3 separate regions of the Danio rerio genome follow, and all the other regions are linked to region 3. The links are chromatin contacts, called in public HiCAR-type maps. All regions are on one chromosome and are shown on one strand. The core of a region is the stretch at or near the end of the contact, and the rest is flanking DNA. Distances in the headings are between cores, read along the strand shown. Region 1 overlaps lekr1 (Leucine-, glutamate- and lysine-rich protein 1). Region 2 overlaps lekr1 (Leucine-, glutamate- and lysine-rich protein 1). Region 3 overlaps tiparp (TCDD-inducible poly(ADP-ribose) polymerase).

Region 1 (4,739 bases), core at 1,862-4,361, 250 kb after region 3:
ATGCGGGTGCTTTCCATCTTAAATAACAAATTCGCAAAAGATATGAGAATGTTTTATATTATTTATACATGCTTATTCCAAATATATGTGATAAACTCTCGTCAGATTTTATTTTAGAGAGCAGGGATGAGCTGTGTGCTCTTCATTTCTGTCTGTTTCAGGAAGCTAATGGTGCTAACAGATGCTCTGAGGACCAGTTTACACTAATACATTTTAGTCTTAAAATGCATAAGTTTTGCTACAGTTACGCAATCCGTCCACACTACGCCAGAGTTTTTAAGTGCCAAAAACAGAGCATTTTAAAAAACGCTGGAGAGGCCGTTTTCATTCTAAAATGTTGCTGTTCCATCTCTGATTGGGGCTTTTTTCTTAATATTAGGTAGCCTACACAAAGTTCAGTCCTGCATACTTTCCTAGTAAATTTAGACTTCACAAGTTTGATATGGAAAACACACTTTTTAGGACACGACAGGTAAATCTTCAAAGGGAACAGTGTACTTTATAACCTCATTCACATCATCCTGGCTACGTTGTTTCACTTTCTTAACAATAAAACACAATGTAAGAAACTGCCTATTTTCCTTTTGAAATTAGCAACTTAACAGACAGCAGAAATGTTGAGGTGTTGTGTAGCTGCATATTTATATGCGCATCATCTTCACTGTATGCATATTTATAATAAAACAGAGCTTATAATATAACTGCCTCCTTTCATTTTCTTTGAAAATATGAAACATACCCTCTCTTTTGCTGAATATCAGTTCTAATAATCAATAATGGCTATTATAAAAGTATAACGTACAATAAATGTATACAATATAGGAAATAAAGGCAAGCAATCAGTCAAGATACAGAATGTACGTGGTTACATTAATTATTTACTTATCTTTGCGCTCAGCCAAAATACGTTATCTTAGAACAAGTAATAGATTCAAAAGACCAAAGTCAGGGAATATGCCGTTAAATACAGACAACAAGATGAATATCAAGTTTAACAAATATAGTGAGATTGGATCTAGCGGTAGATCCTTGATGAACAGTCCTGGGTAGATCTGGTTAAATATGCTGCAGCGTATTCCAGAGTGTGTGTGAGTGTGGTCACGTGATGTGCGTTTTCAGTGGTGTGGTGTAGACGGAGAGTTGTTTAGTCAGAAACGCCGAGTGAAATGCTAGTGTGGACACGGATCATTTTCATTCTGAACGTTACATTAAAACTAAAACGTTCTAGTGTAAACGGTGAAAAATGTGATTTTTTTTTTTTTACAAATGAAGCGAGAGCACACATTGCTTTGCATCTTAGAAACACAACCAAGCCTTAAAAATACATTATGGGCCACCACTTTAATGAATTTTATTTAAATGTTTATCCATGTAGTTGAATAGTTTCAATGTATCCCTTTCCCCAAGTGTCCTGCAAAATCTGCTGTTCCGGAACAGAACACTATTTATTTTATTTTTCATTAAATACACGTTTTATAAACTCACTCTCACACTTACTTTTTACATGTGAGATTCTAACGAAATTCAACATGTTTACTTCAGTTAGAATTTGCAGAGCAGTTTTACATCATGTTGATTGCTGTGTCTATAAAATAAACAGTTGTTTTGCATATTTAAATGTGACATGCAAATCATGTTTATTACACTGAATGCACTGTCACACATTTTGTGTGCCTTTTTGCAAATAGCAATGGCAATTAAAAAATATTTTAAACAGCATTATATATATATATATATATATATATATATATATATATATATATATATATATATATATATATATATATATATATATATATATATATATATATATATATATATATATATATATATATATATAAATATATATATATATATATTGAGGGGGCTAATATTTCAGGGGGCTAATAATTTCGACTTTAATCATTTCAACTGTATATACATTTTAATTTATACTGTCTTTCACATGTAAATAAAATTACACTGAATCTTATTTAAATCAATATCTAGTTCTCATACCATCATCATTTTAATATGTATATAGAACTGTGAATACATTAATAGCAGTAATACATTTATTTACCATTACATTTACATTAAGGCTAAGAGCAATGCAGATGTAAACTGTAAGTTGTCATGCATTCAGTTGAGCGTTAATGATACTATAAAGTCATTATATAAAAAACATTATAAGCTTTTTGAAAACATTTGTGAATCTTTTCGTTCCACAAATGCTTCTTTATTGTGCAATAAAATGTATTCTTACATTATTAAAATGCTCTCTAGACTAAGAAAGTCCACAAATGCCATAGGTTGCAGGTCAAATATCAGGATTTAAAAAATCATTTATTTTTTATTCTTTTGTGCCACAATTTTGATTCAGGATTTTTATTGAATCCGTTACGCCTAGTATGAGCAAAAGCAATCATTTCTTTATTTCAAATCGAATCCATTCTTTGGGAAAGTCTGATGTCTTGAGCATGCGAAAGTTACAGAGAGCTGCGTTCTTGTTTTCAGGTCCACTTGACCTGACAAGCCATCACGTTTTCATCCAAACAGAGACGTCCATCTTTAACACGTTAATCTCATAATCGCTTTCTCTCTCTTTCTCTCCCTTTTCCTCTCCCCCTCGCTCTTATCTCTAGTGTCACAGAGATCCAGGGGAAATAAAAGGTTATCTTAACCCGCTGTCAGATAGCAGTGTGTCACAGAGCTCAGCGAAACCTTCAGGCAACCATAATAAACAAAGGAAGAAAGATCTTCAAACCTCCGTTAGACACTCGTCAATCCTCCAACCAGCATCAACAGCTCATTTGGGACCCTCAAACTCCCCTGTTTCTCCTATAGACTTGTGTTTTGGGAGCCGACGGGAGAGGATGGGGAGTATTGGCGTGAGATGGAGAAAAATATTTGTGAGTTGGGGTGGGCTTTGGGGGTGGGGTGGAGATGCAGAAGTCTTAACGGTTGACAGATGACGTCCGCGGGGAATCTATACTGTTTCGGCCTTGAGAGGGAATTGGAGAAATTGGAGAATGAGACGTAAGGCGAGAGACTGATTGTTATTCGACTTAGCAATGCAGGGATTTCTCTGCTTAACATTAGGCCTCGGGAGCCTCGTCTGCCGTAGAGCAAGAAAAGAAGAAAGACGAGAGCTGAGTTTCCCGTTTATTACCAGTCGTGCTCAGACATGCAAGGTTTGTGCTTGTGTCCTGATCGACAGGAAGGTCAGTCTGAGAGCCAGAGGGAGAGTCTGTCTGAGGAGTCCTGTGTTAGTGTGTGAAGTTATCTGGGTTGAGTTGCGTGAGTGTGTGTACTTGTTTATGTGGTTCACCACGTTTATTTTTATAATGAAATGGGTATGACGTAGGTATGACAATGTTTATGTGGTTTATAAGGACACACTTTTGACATTCAAAATTTAACATAGCAATATAAGTCTTATCCAGTGCTGATAAGCCAGAAATTAATTATCATTTTATGAAACATATTAATAATAAACAATAAATGGACAACTTTAAAACTACTCTACCATTAAAAAGCATTGTATGTATATTTTTATATTTATTTTTTATATTTATTTTAAATTTATTTTGTATTTATTATAATTATGTGCTTATGGTTAACTTAAAATAAGTGTTTGTTGTACTAAAAGGTAATCTAAATGTAAAAACCTGTAATAAACACTTCTAATGGTTAAATTAAACACACACACAAACACACGTTAATTTTGGTAGTTTACAAGACTCTCCATATAGGGGTAATGCATTTTATATAGTAAAAACTGCTTATTATATGGCTCTAACCCACCCTAAACCAAATCCTCACAGGCAATATATAATAACACCCTGTTAAGTATCATTTTAAGCAGTTTGAATTATGAGATATCTCTTAGCAAACCAGCTTAATAATGTTGGTCATACTTAGTCATAATACAAATTTCTATCCTTGTAAACCACCGAAACCATCACACACCAACACACACATATAGTTTTCTGTTTGTGCTACTTTTTTGAGCAGAGGACAAAAAGCCTAAATTACATTATAAGTGAGACTGTGGGTTTGCGTGAACTGTACATGTGTATAAAATGTTTAAATGCGACGTGACACAACTGCTAGACTAGCTTGGAGAGTTTGAGAATGTCATAATGAATTAATGAGTATAAAACACTGACTGAGTGATAGACACACATGTAAACACAGTCTGGCAGGCATTAAACGAAAGCACGTTCATACACACAGACACACAAAAGTCCCCTGTTAGCATATTAATAGTCTCGGTTAAACAAACATTTGACTCGCGGCCACAAAGTTTGGTTCATTTTGCAGATTATTCCGGCATGTCTGGGAAATCCGAATAATTATAATGTTGTATAATAAGCATTCTTTTCTAACATACCTGTCAACATTAGGATGTGAAAATAAGGGATATCCCCAAATAAATATTATATTAAAATAACTAAATATGTTCATCTGGAGCAGTTTCATTGGGAATACACAGTTAAATTGAAATTACAATTAAAATAAATAGCTATTATAAAGAAATAAAATCAAGCTATCAAATCTCATAAATCTTTTCTTCACTGTATAACTTAAACGTTCTGAATAAAGAGCAACAAACAAATCTCTCATTTAGATTTTTCATTTGATTACATTAAGTAACAGAGGTGTTACTTTAAAAATGCACACATCTAACATTATAATGACAGCATTTGATTGTTTTCCTAACTTTTTATGCTCATTTAAGACAAAATTAGCTGTGT
Region 2 (5,048 bases), core at 1,182-3,681, 180 kb after region 3:
TCAGTCCTGAATCAGATGAACAGAAAAATCAGACACTCAAAAGATGTGAAAAAAATATTAAAAAACCTTTATTCATATAACTAATCTTTAAAAATTTCGACAGAGAGCTGCCTTCATCAGAGTAACAGTGATCAAGTGCATGCGTCTAGAGTTTCTTTTAAATGCTACGATCTCATGACCGAAATTCAACTGTATAACTGTAATATATATATATATATACTGTGTATATATATACTGTATATAAACAGTTTATATATATATATATATATATATATATATATATATATATATATATATATATATATATATATATATATATATATATATATATATATATATATATATTAGAGCTGCACGATTCTGGCTAAAATGAGAATCGCAAATTTCTGGCTTAAAATAAAGATCACAATTTTCTCACGATTCTACAGATGTAAAATAAAGGTATGGTAAAAACAAACATACGGCAAAACATCAATAATAATATTATGTGTAGGTCTACTGGTTTCTATTATTAGTTCTATTCTACTTATATTAATTCTGATGTTGAAATATTATGTTTGACATATTTGCCTGTAAAAATTTGTCATTATCAGATTATATTCAACATTAAAGGCTAGAGTAGTTATACTGACATTGTAAATATTTATTTTCATGCACAACTCTGTTCGTTATAAAAGAAATAACATATCAAATGCTTGTCGTAATCAGAACTCTAAATTACGATATGATTATTTTAAAGATGTGCACACTTTCAATTACATTTTGACTGCTAAGTGCTTGCGCATACTTCGCGCGCGGCTCTTAAACGATCACTTTGTACCACAAACTGAATATTATTTACAACAGTATTATCTGTTAACAGTGCATGCAGTTTCTATTCACTTCAAGTAGACGCGCGTGCGTCTATTATTAGTGGCGTGCGCCCTCTCTGTGATAACAGCTCATGGTCAGCAGCTCACGTCACGAGTGATTTCTCGCCTGCGAAAACATTTTATGAAGACAAAAATGACATTTTTAGTTAAATTTTACCTTATAAATACAGTATGTGACTCACTCAACATCATTTGGAGTTGTCCATGTCACTGAGCAACATGTGTGAAACAATGAAAAGACTTGTGCGGCCGCCTTTTCTTCTCTCCTGAACTTGAAAATATGATTGACAGAATAGTAGAAATGCTGGATTAAGATCGTCTAGGGGGTCGAATCGAGATCGCGATCTTTTTTCCATTAATTGTGCAGCTCTAATATATATATATATATATATATATATATATATATATATATATATATATATATATATATATATATATATATATATATATATATATATATATACAGTTGAATTAAGAATTGTTAGCCTCTCTTTGACTTTTATTTCTTTTTCAAACATTTTCCAAATGGAACAGAGCAAGGACATTTTCACAGTATGTCTGATAATATTTTTTCTTCTGGAGAAAGTTTTATTTGTTCTATTTCGGCTAAAATAAAAAGCAGTTTTTAATTTTTTAAACGCCATTTTAAAGACAAAATTATTACCCCCTTTAAGCTATATATTATTTGATAGTCTACAGAAAAAACAATCACTATAAAATAACTTGCATTATTACCCTAACCTGCCTAGTTAACCTAATTAACCTAGTTAAGCCTTTAAATGTCACTTTAAGCTGTATGGCAAAGATAAAGTAAGTCAGTTATTAGAAATGAGTTATTAAAACTATTATGTTTATAAATATGTTAAAAAACTCTCCGTTAAACAGAAATTGCAGAAAAGAAAAATAAACAGGGGGGCTAATAATTCTGACTTCATCATATATATATATATATATATATATATATATATATATATATATATATATATATATATATATGTGTGTCAATGGTAACAGGTTTTCAGCATTCTTCAGAATATCAAGTGTTTAACAGAAGAAAGAAAGTAATGAAGGTTTGAAACAAGTAAAGACTGAGTAAATGGTGATCTGAACTCAAATTATGTTCAAGTAATGCAAATTTGCAGTGTCAGCAATCAGAATCAGCATGCTTTTAAATGGACTTCTGTGTGAGCTGCCTCAAAAGACAATTGGTGTTTTTTTTTTTGCCTGTGAAATTTCTTTCAAATTCTGTCGTGTGTTTACATCAAGATAGCCAAATCTATGTTTCAGTTTTTACAAACCAACCTAGTTGTGATTTGCATGTTTGCACATATATGTTAAGAGTATATTTGCAGGCGTTTGTTTGGTTCAAACATCTTTATGCAAATGATTTAATGCACTGACAATAACACAAGCGTACTTGTTATGCGTCGCTCAGCATAGTTTTGGTTAGCAGATGATTTGGGTGCCGTAGGGTGAGTTAACCTCTCACTCACCCTGTGGGGTGTGTGCGCGCAGACGTTTGGAACCGCCCTTCTTCTGCCTGTTGCACGTTCCACAAAGCTGCCAAATTCCAGCAAGTGTGTGCGTGCGTGTGTCACTGAGAGGTGAATGAGTACAAAAGGCTAGAATCCTTTGAACCAACGGACAGGTATTTTGTTTACAGTAGCCTAAGGAGTGTTTAGGCTTCGCTTTTCCTGCCTCCCTCTACCTGTCTTTCAGCATGCATGCGTAGTCAGATGCATATTTCTAAATGTGCGTATTTTACCACGCTATTCTCCAGTCAGATCAACAGAAAGCATAAGTCATAAGTGTCTGTTTGTTCATGCAGGTTTTGCTCCTTTTCGAAAGACAGCCTGTTTGTGTGCAGAAATGCACAAACTGTACAGTATGTGCGTGGGTAAAGGCCAAACTGATATGGGTGTGGGTGCTACAATTATGCGCTGCTACCTGTCTGTCTGCTTTCCACGGTTATGAGACATGAGGGGCAGACGAGATGAGAGTTGAAAGGTATAAAAATTAGTAAACAAATGACAGAGGAAGAAAAATATGAGAAGAAATGTCAGTATTGTATGTCAGTATTGTTGTCACATTGTAGGTCTGTGGTCTAAATTTCCTTTCTTATTGATTGATTTATTGATTGATGAATTGACTGACTGACTCTGACTGACTGACTGACTGACTCTGACTGACTGACTGACTCTGACTGACTGACTGACTGACTGACTGACTGACTGACTGACTGACTGACTGACTCTGACTGACTGACTGACTGACTGACTGACTGACTGACTGACTGACTGACTGACTGACTGACTGACTCTGACTGACTGACTGACTGACTCTGACTGACTGACTGATTGATTGATTATTTGGTTGATGAATTGACTGACTGACTCTGACTGACTGACTGACTGACTCTGACTGACTGACTGACTCTGACTGACTGACTGACTGACTGACTGACTGACTGACTGACTGACTGACTGACTCTGACTGACTGACTGACTGACTCTGACTGACTGACTGATTGATTGATTATTTGGTTGATTGATTGAAGCAGAAATGCATTAACATGCCATTTCTAGATATTGACCTCATTTTGTGATGCAGAAGTGTGCTTGTTTTTGTTTTAGAACTTCCAATTCAGGCTATGAGAGAAATGTCAGGGAATAATAAACGGCAGAAAACCGTTCAACTACTATTACCCGCGGTGCAAAGTTCGCCCATGGAAACCTTTGGTTTGGCACCCAATCCTATCTGAAATGAGAGAGAGAATGATGGGGAGTTGATTGGAATAAATGATTTTGACGGAGATCATCATATTTAACATAGCCATTTGTTTAATTGTTTAATTGAGGAGCTACAAAAAAGCCAACTAAAATCAATTGTTGTAAATGAATCAGATTTTTAAAATGTAAATGCTGCTACTTAACAGATAGAGGACAATGCACAAGACATCGACCAGCAAATCAAGCCAAGAGCAGCTTGACTAGTGTTTTCAGCATTGATCTCCATTGTGTTATAAATGGGATTGTTTATGCTTTTACTATAGTAAGTTCATTAGAACATGTGTAAAATGATACTGAATCATTAAATACAACCTGGGCTCATACTGAAAATGTACCACTATATACATTTCTGGAGACCACCAAATATGCCCCAGGAGCCATTCTTTTGCAGTTTTTGTTTTCTCAAATTTTTGAGATCTCAACTTTCTCTTGCGAGTGCCATTTGCACCTGCTCTTCTCGCGTAAATCCAGCAGAGGCTGCTGACTGTTTGACTGACTGAAGGACTGACTGACAGATGATCGACTGACTCCCTCTTCTTCTTCCTTAAACCCAACCAATAGTATTTTCAAAATCACCAACTGACTCGCCCACCCACTTCCCTAAACCTAACTAACAATTTTTAAAAGCAATATAGATAAAGAAAAGCCCTCGCCTGATTTTTACCATGTGTACCCATTCTCAAACTGTTATTTAACTGTTTATTAGATTTTTTGGCTTCTGTTTCTTCTTAACTGCTTTCTGGAATCGTTAACCAGACTCAAACCCTGTCGTCATGGACAACTCCTCTCTGAGTCTCATGTCCGCTGATCTACATGGCTAGCTAATGGGACAAACTGGTAACAGCGCGAAAATTGTCCATACGAAGGTAAGTGTTCATTTGGTGAAGAGTGAAAAGGAACAGCGTCATACCGCTCCTTAGCGTTCATTTTAAAAATTAAATGCACCCATCCATAGCTCTGGCTACATAATTCACGATCTCCAGAAATGTTTATAGGGCTATGTCAGAATGAGTTTCTGAGCCTATGATTAATTAATGTTTCAAAAGAATGTTTTCTAGTTATTTTTAAATATTAGCAACTAAATTAGAAAAGTTTTCTCAGAGATGGGTTGCGGCTGGAAGGGCATCCGCTGTGTAAAAATGTGCTGGATAAGTTGGCGGTTCATTCCGCTGTGGCGACCCCGGATTAATAAAGGGACTAAGCCAAGAAGAAAATGAAAAAATGAAATTAGAAAAGTACACACGACAAATTTTATGTAATACGGTTTGGTATATTCGACTTCGGTCCGCCGCCAACATTGACAAATAGATCATAAAGCAGAATCTCAAGCACAATGTCTGATCCATGTGCTTGTTTCAGGGTGTCTGTGGGGTCTTAAAAAGTATTA
Region 3 (4,718 bases), core at 2,054-4,553:
AAGATTTAATAAAATCACGCAGCTGAAGGTATTTAAATTTCCCACAATTTATAGTGAACTGAATTTGCATTATGAATTCTTAAGGATTTAAATTGGGTTAAATAAAAAAGTATTATTTCAGAAATTTGTTGAAGTGAAGGTGAAGTGAAAAGTGAAGGGTGAGTAAATGATGAATTTTCAGTTTTTTTTTAATTGGTAAAAAAGCAGATTATAAGTACTTCATTTTGTAATAAAATGACAGATTTCCCTCTGGTGACCCAAGATGACTTTGTCTAATCATCTCAATCTCTAGTCTGCTTAACCCCATCTATTCCTCATGGTCTTACATTCAGATCTGCCTTCATCCGATTAACAACCAATAGATAAATCTCCATCCCGCATGTTACGTAACTATGTCACAAAGACCTGTATCTATAAAGGCTGTGACACACCAAGGCGAATGCGTTTCTGTAAGGCCAATTTTTGCATTGTGTACTAATTGGATATTCAGTTAAAAAATTTAAAATAAAAAGTAAAATCCAATGAAAGTGAGCAGAGAACTTTAGAAGGCCACAAAAAGGTGTTCTTTTGTTATGTATTCTACCTCCGCATTGATATTTTCACAACAGAAGTGAAGAATCTGATCAGCTGCATTGTTTGCAGTTTACATATGCAATCCTAGTTTTGGTTTCCTTTTTTTTTTTAAAATAAGCAAAACAAAATCTTTACCTGCTGAACGTGTGCTATGTTGCAGCTTCCTACATTAGGTGACCAAGATGCAGCCAACACAAGGTGACCACATGATCAGCTTTTTAGTCATTGTTTACTTCAAATCGACTTGTTACTGTATTAATCTTGATGTTTTTACATCATGTAGATCTGCATTGCACAGGTAATTCTGTCATAAAACCCAAACCCTAAATGACTGAGAACATGGAAATAATGTGCATAAAAATTGTGCTCTAATTTGCTATATAATATAATGTTTATTTTGTAATTTGCTAAGTAACTGATGTTATAGTATTATACAATTCAGTATTTAAAGAGAAAACGAATAATTCCACCATCATTTGCTTACACTTCACTTGTCACAGTTCTGTTTAAGTTTCTTTCTTCTGTCGAACACAAAAGGAGAAGGCTGAAAACATTCAACCTTTGACTTCCATAGTATTTGTTTTTCTTACAATGGAAGTCAAGGATTACAGGTTTCCAGTGTGAAAAAAAAGTTTGCAACCAATTCAGAGCAGGTAAATAGTGAGTAAATTTTCATTTTTAGGTAAGCGATCCTTAAATACCTTGATTTGTTTAGTCAAAAAAGGAAATAGAAGACAGACAGCAAGCTATTGGCATCCATGTTTGTTGTTTACAGTTGTGAGAGAAGTAGAATGTTGCTTTGCTTATCGCTAGTTTAGATCAGGACTGATCTGTACAGATACAGAAGAATAGGCCTAGTTCAGGGATTTCCAACCTTCATTTAAATTTGGTTGTGTAAATGACTTTTTCAATTGTGAAACAAAGGTCTGGAGCCCATTCTAAGCACCTACATGAACACAAATGGTTGTGTTTTATTATGAGTCATGTACCAGATTTATTGTCAGTTTTCTTTAAAAGTTCTGCCTCTTAAGTCATGTAATGGCCAAAGGTTTGTTTACCTGCAGAGTATTTGCTGGCTTTCGTAAATGCTTTGACTTTGACTTCTTCTTTTACTGTTAAACTGGCTTTTAAAGGTTACCGTAGTGTAATAATTTACTTTATTTAGTTTATTCAAGGCAATTTATCATCGCTGGATAATGTTTTTAAATGCTCGTTGCTCCCTGTCCTTTTATATCTAACCAAGTCAAATGAGGGTGTGTGTGTACTGGCTGATCTCAGCGTGAATCATCAGGCAGTTACAGGTCATGGTCACCGTGACGATGAACACTGCCTTATGATTGGGTCAGGGGGACATCAAAGTGACGGAGCGCTTTAGCCGGGCTTACAGGAAGAGCAGAACAGGTTATTCACCCGTGACTCCACCTCACAGGTAAGGGAGAGATAAAGAGAGGTAAAACTGGCTTATCCACAGCTCATCTCTCTCTTCTTCTCTGTGTTTTCCTTAACACCATTTAATTACACTCTGTGCATCCTGATTATTGGCTACCCATTCATGTTCTTCTATGTAGATCAGATTGAATCCTTTGTGTCCACTCATTTTTTTCTACTTTCAGAATTGAGCCACAGAGATGGACTAGATAATTCTAGAGCTTCATAAGTAGGTTGTGCTGATGAGTGCAGAGGGAATCAGTGTTTGCACTTAATTTAATGGCTGGGAGATTATTTTTAGTGTTTGAGAGGGAAAGAGGCATAAAGGACAAGAGGTTTGAAGCTGTCTGGTGGTCCTGTGTGTGTATGGGCTGACCGCAGTTTTGTCTGTGAGGCAGGGTAAGGGGACACTGGGATTTCTATTGTTGTCACCATGCTATTACTCAGTCCGTCAGGCGCTCTGATGGATAATGGTCTCCATGGTTACCCAGTGCACAGGTGGTCGACTCAGGTTCGGCATGCCATGCTTGAAAAAGAAGCGAGCACTTGTGTGAAAATGAAAAGTGTGTGTGGGTGAGCCACTGTGAATCCTAGCTTGTCAGGAAAGCCGCCACAAATGTGTGTGTATGTGTGTGCGCGCTGCAGAGAAACACATCTTACTGGGTGTCGCATACCTTGATGCACTCCCAAAAGAAAAAGGTAACATGAGCTGATCAGCATTACACAAATTCACATGTGTTTGTGTAAAAGCGCACCATGTCGTGAAATGGAAGCTACGCTACGATACTTTCCATTGTCGGCTTTACAGGTTGCTATAGATAATTACATCTGCAAAATGATGTAATAAATGACACAAATGGAGTACCGAGAGAGCTCTATCTGTTCTGAGACGCGGTGTAATTCTCTTGACTCAATCTCATTTCATGTTGTCTTTACCTCCTGGTGCAGTCACTTCTCTACCCATTCCTCCGTAATCCCAGAATGCCCTGTTCTTTCATTATTGTACCTCATTGTACAAGCAGAGAGTTCTGGACAAAGAACAAGCATTGAGAAGAGAAAGAACAGAAAGAAACAGACTAAGCTCTAAAGAGCTTGTTCATTTACCAAGAACCAGTTTTCTCTCGTCTGTTTTGTTGTTGATGTTTTCACTTGGGGAAGTGATAGCCATCGTTTCTCGCTAATGGCTTTTGTTTGCTCCTGCTTTAGATGCAGGTGGAGGGAAAGTGCGGTGTCCACACACACTACCCTTCTCAGTCCCCGTGCCCTGAGGACAGATGTTGGCACTGTCGAGCGTATCTCTGCTGCTGTATTGAGCGCAGATGACTAAGCATGAGTCAGCAGCACCCTGGAGCGAAACTAGCAACACAGTGATTCCTGCAGAAGGAGATTTGGGTTGTGAAACTCACAAGTGGCTGCAGTTCGGTTAAGAAACTCCAGCTCTGGCCCGTCTTGAGTTTTGCATCTGTGGATCAGTGAATGTTTGTTGTGTTAGGCACAGTGCTTTTATTTTGGTATGTCAGGGCGGACATTTTGTACATAAATTCTAGGGGGTCTGATCATGTTGTTTCCCTTATTCTCGGCTCAGCTGCTTTCAGGAAAAAGATTTGTGTCATTCAGTAAAACCTTTTCTGCTTCTTACAAGTGAGGAAAGATACAAATGAGGAATTTCTCAATTGTCACAAATGTTTTCTGCTTCTCACGCTTTCTCCTGAGAAAAAGAGCTATGTTTTGTCCAAGGCTTTTTAGAATTGTCAACGTGCCACATTCTATTAAACCATTAAATGATTTTATCTACTTAAACATTTTGACTTCTTGATTAAAACTACTAGTAGTAATTAAAAATAGGAGTAGTAGTAATAACTGAAATAAAGCTTTACTGAAGTTATTTTTAAATATTATATAAAAACATGAACCAAAATAATACAAGTAAAATAATAGCATGATTGTAATATAACTAATTATAATATGAATAAAAAAGACTTGTTTATAGTGGCAAAAACATATAATATAGCTAAACTATATTATAAACATTGAATTGACAAGAATAGGAGACCATTTAGCTTAAAATCATCCTAGTCTTAGCAGGGATTTTTGTTTTTTATGCTCTTCCCATGTTTCATAAATTGTCAAATTTGTGTCCTAGAAATTTTCGAAGATATAACCAATCAGCGAGATGCAGTCAAAACATCTTCACTTTAACATACACTACCCATCAAAAGTTTGGAATCAACATGATTTTTAAATGTTTTAAAAATCCCCAAGGCTGCATTTATTTAATCAAAAATACAGTATAAATGGTAAAATAGTAAAATGTTACTAAAATGTTATTTTAATTTGAAACTACATACAATATGTATTCAATAAGTAGTTATTTCAATTTTGTATAAATATTTAAAAATTTAACATTAATTTTAGATTCATTAAATGCCCTCTTGATTAACAGAATAAAAAAAAAACAGGAAAAAAAAATCTCACTACGAAACTAGTGTTTCTAGAGAAACTGTTGATGTTGTTGTGTCGTTTTCTGCAGATCTGTGAGAATGAGGATCATTTTTGACAACGTTGTCTAATGTATTTTTAGTATGTTGCCGTGTAAGCGAACATAAAGTTGCTAGCTTCGATTTCTTTAGCTTTTTTTTTCCAGAGCCATCAGTTCTGTTCTCTCCATGTTGGCTTTTCCCCTCTGAGCCAATGAATGTTTTCCAGACATGCGATAA

What was found. HiCAR-type assays count read pairs that join an accessible place to other places.
Region 1: a contact with region 3 is called in a HiCAR-type map of caudal fin, with 5 times the contacts expected there. The contact joins two enhancer-like sites. A contact is called at or near these places in 1 of 18 Hi-C or Micro-C datasets (an unstated tissue) and 1 of 4 datasets of contacts at active chromatin or transcription factors (caudal fin).
Region 2: a HiCAR-type map of caudal fin shows a contact between it and region 3, with 5 times the contacts expected there. The contact joins two enhancer-like sites.

The regions. Positions count from the first base shown.
Region 1 is chr18:37,771,655-37,776,393 of GRCz12tu, forward strand. The region is part of intron 7 of lekr1 (Leucine-, glutamate- and lysine-rich protein 1); the gene reads left to right. Among named protein-coding and RNA genes, the nearest start is that of lekr1, 190 kb to the left of the region's middle. Within about 2 kb of position 3,112, at least 7 of the 62 cell types and tissues checked have an H3K27ac peak or open chromatin away from gene starts, as enhancers often do. A contact at or near this core is called in caudal fin, where this site is marked.
Region 2 is chr18:37,706,445-37,711,492 of GRCz12tu, forward strand. The region is part of intron 5 of lekr1 (Leucine-, glutamate- and lysine-rich protein 1); the gene reads left to right. Among named protein-coding and RNA genes, the nearest start is that of lekr1, 130 kb to the left of the region's middle. Within about 2 kb of position 2,432, at least 14 of the 62 cell types and tissues checked have an H3K27ac peak or open chromatin away from gene starts, as enhancers often do. A contact at or near this core is called in caudal fin, where this site is marked.
Region 3 is chr18:37,526,333-37,531,050 of GRCz12tu, forward strand. The region is part of intron 2 of tiparp (TCDD-inducible poly(ADP-ribose) polymerase); the gene reads left to right. Among named protein-coding and RNA genes, the nearest start is that of tiparp, 13 kb to the left of the region's middle. Within about 2 kb of position 3,304, at least 22 of the 62 cell types and tissues checked have an H3K27ac peak or open chromatin away from gene starts, as enhancers often do. A contact at or near this core is called in caudal fin, where this site is marked.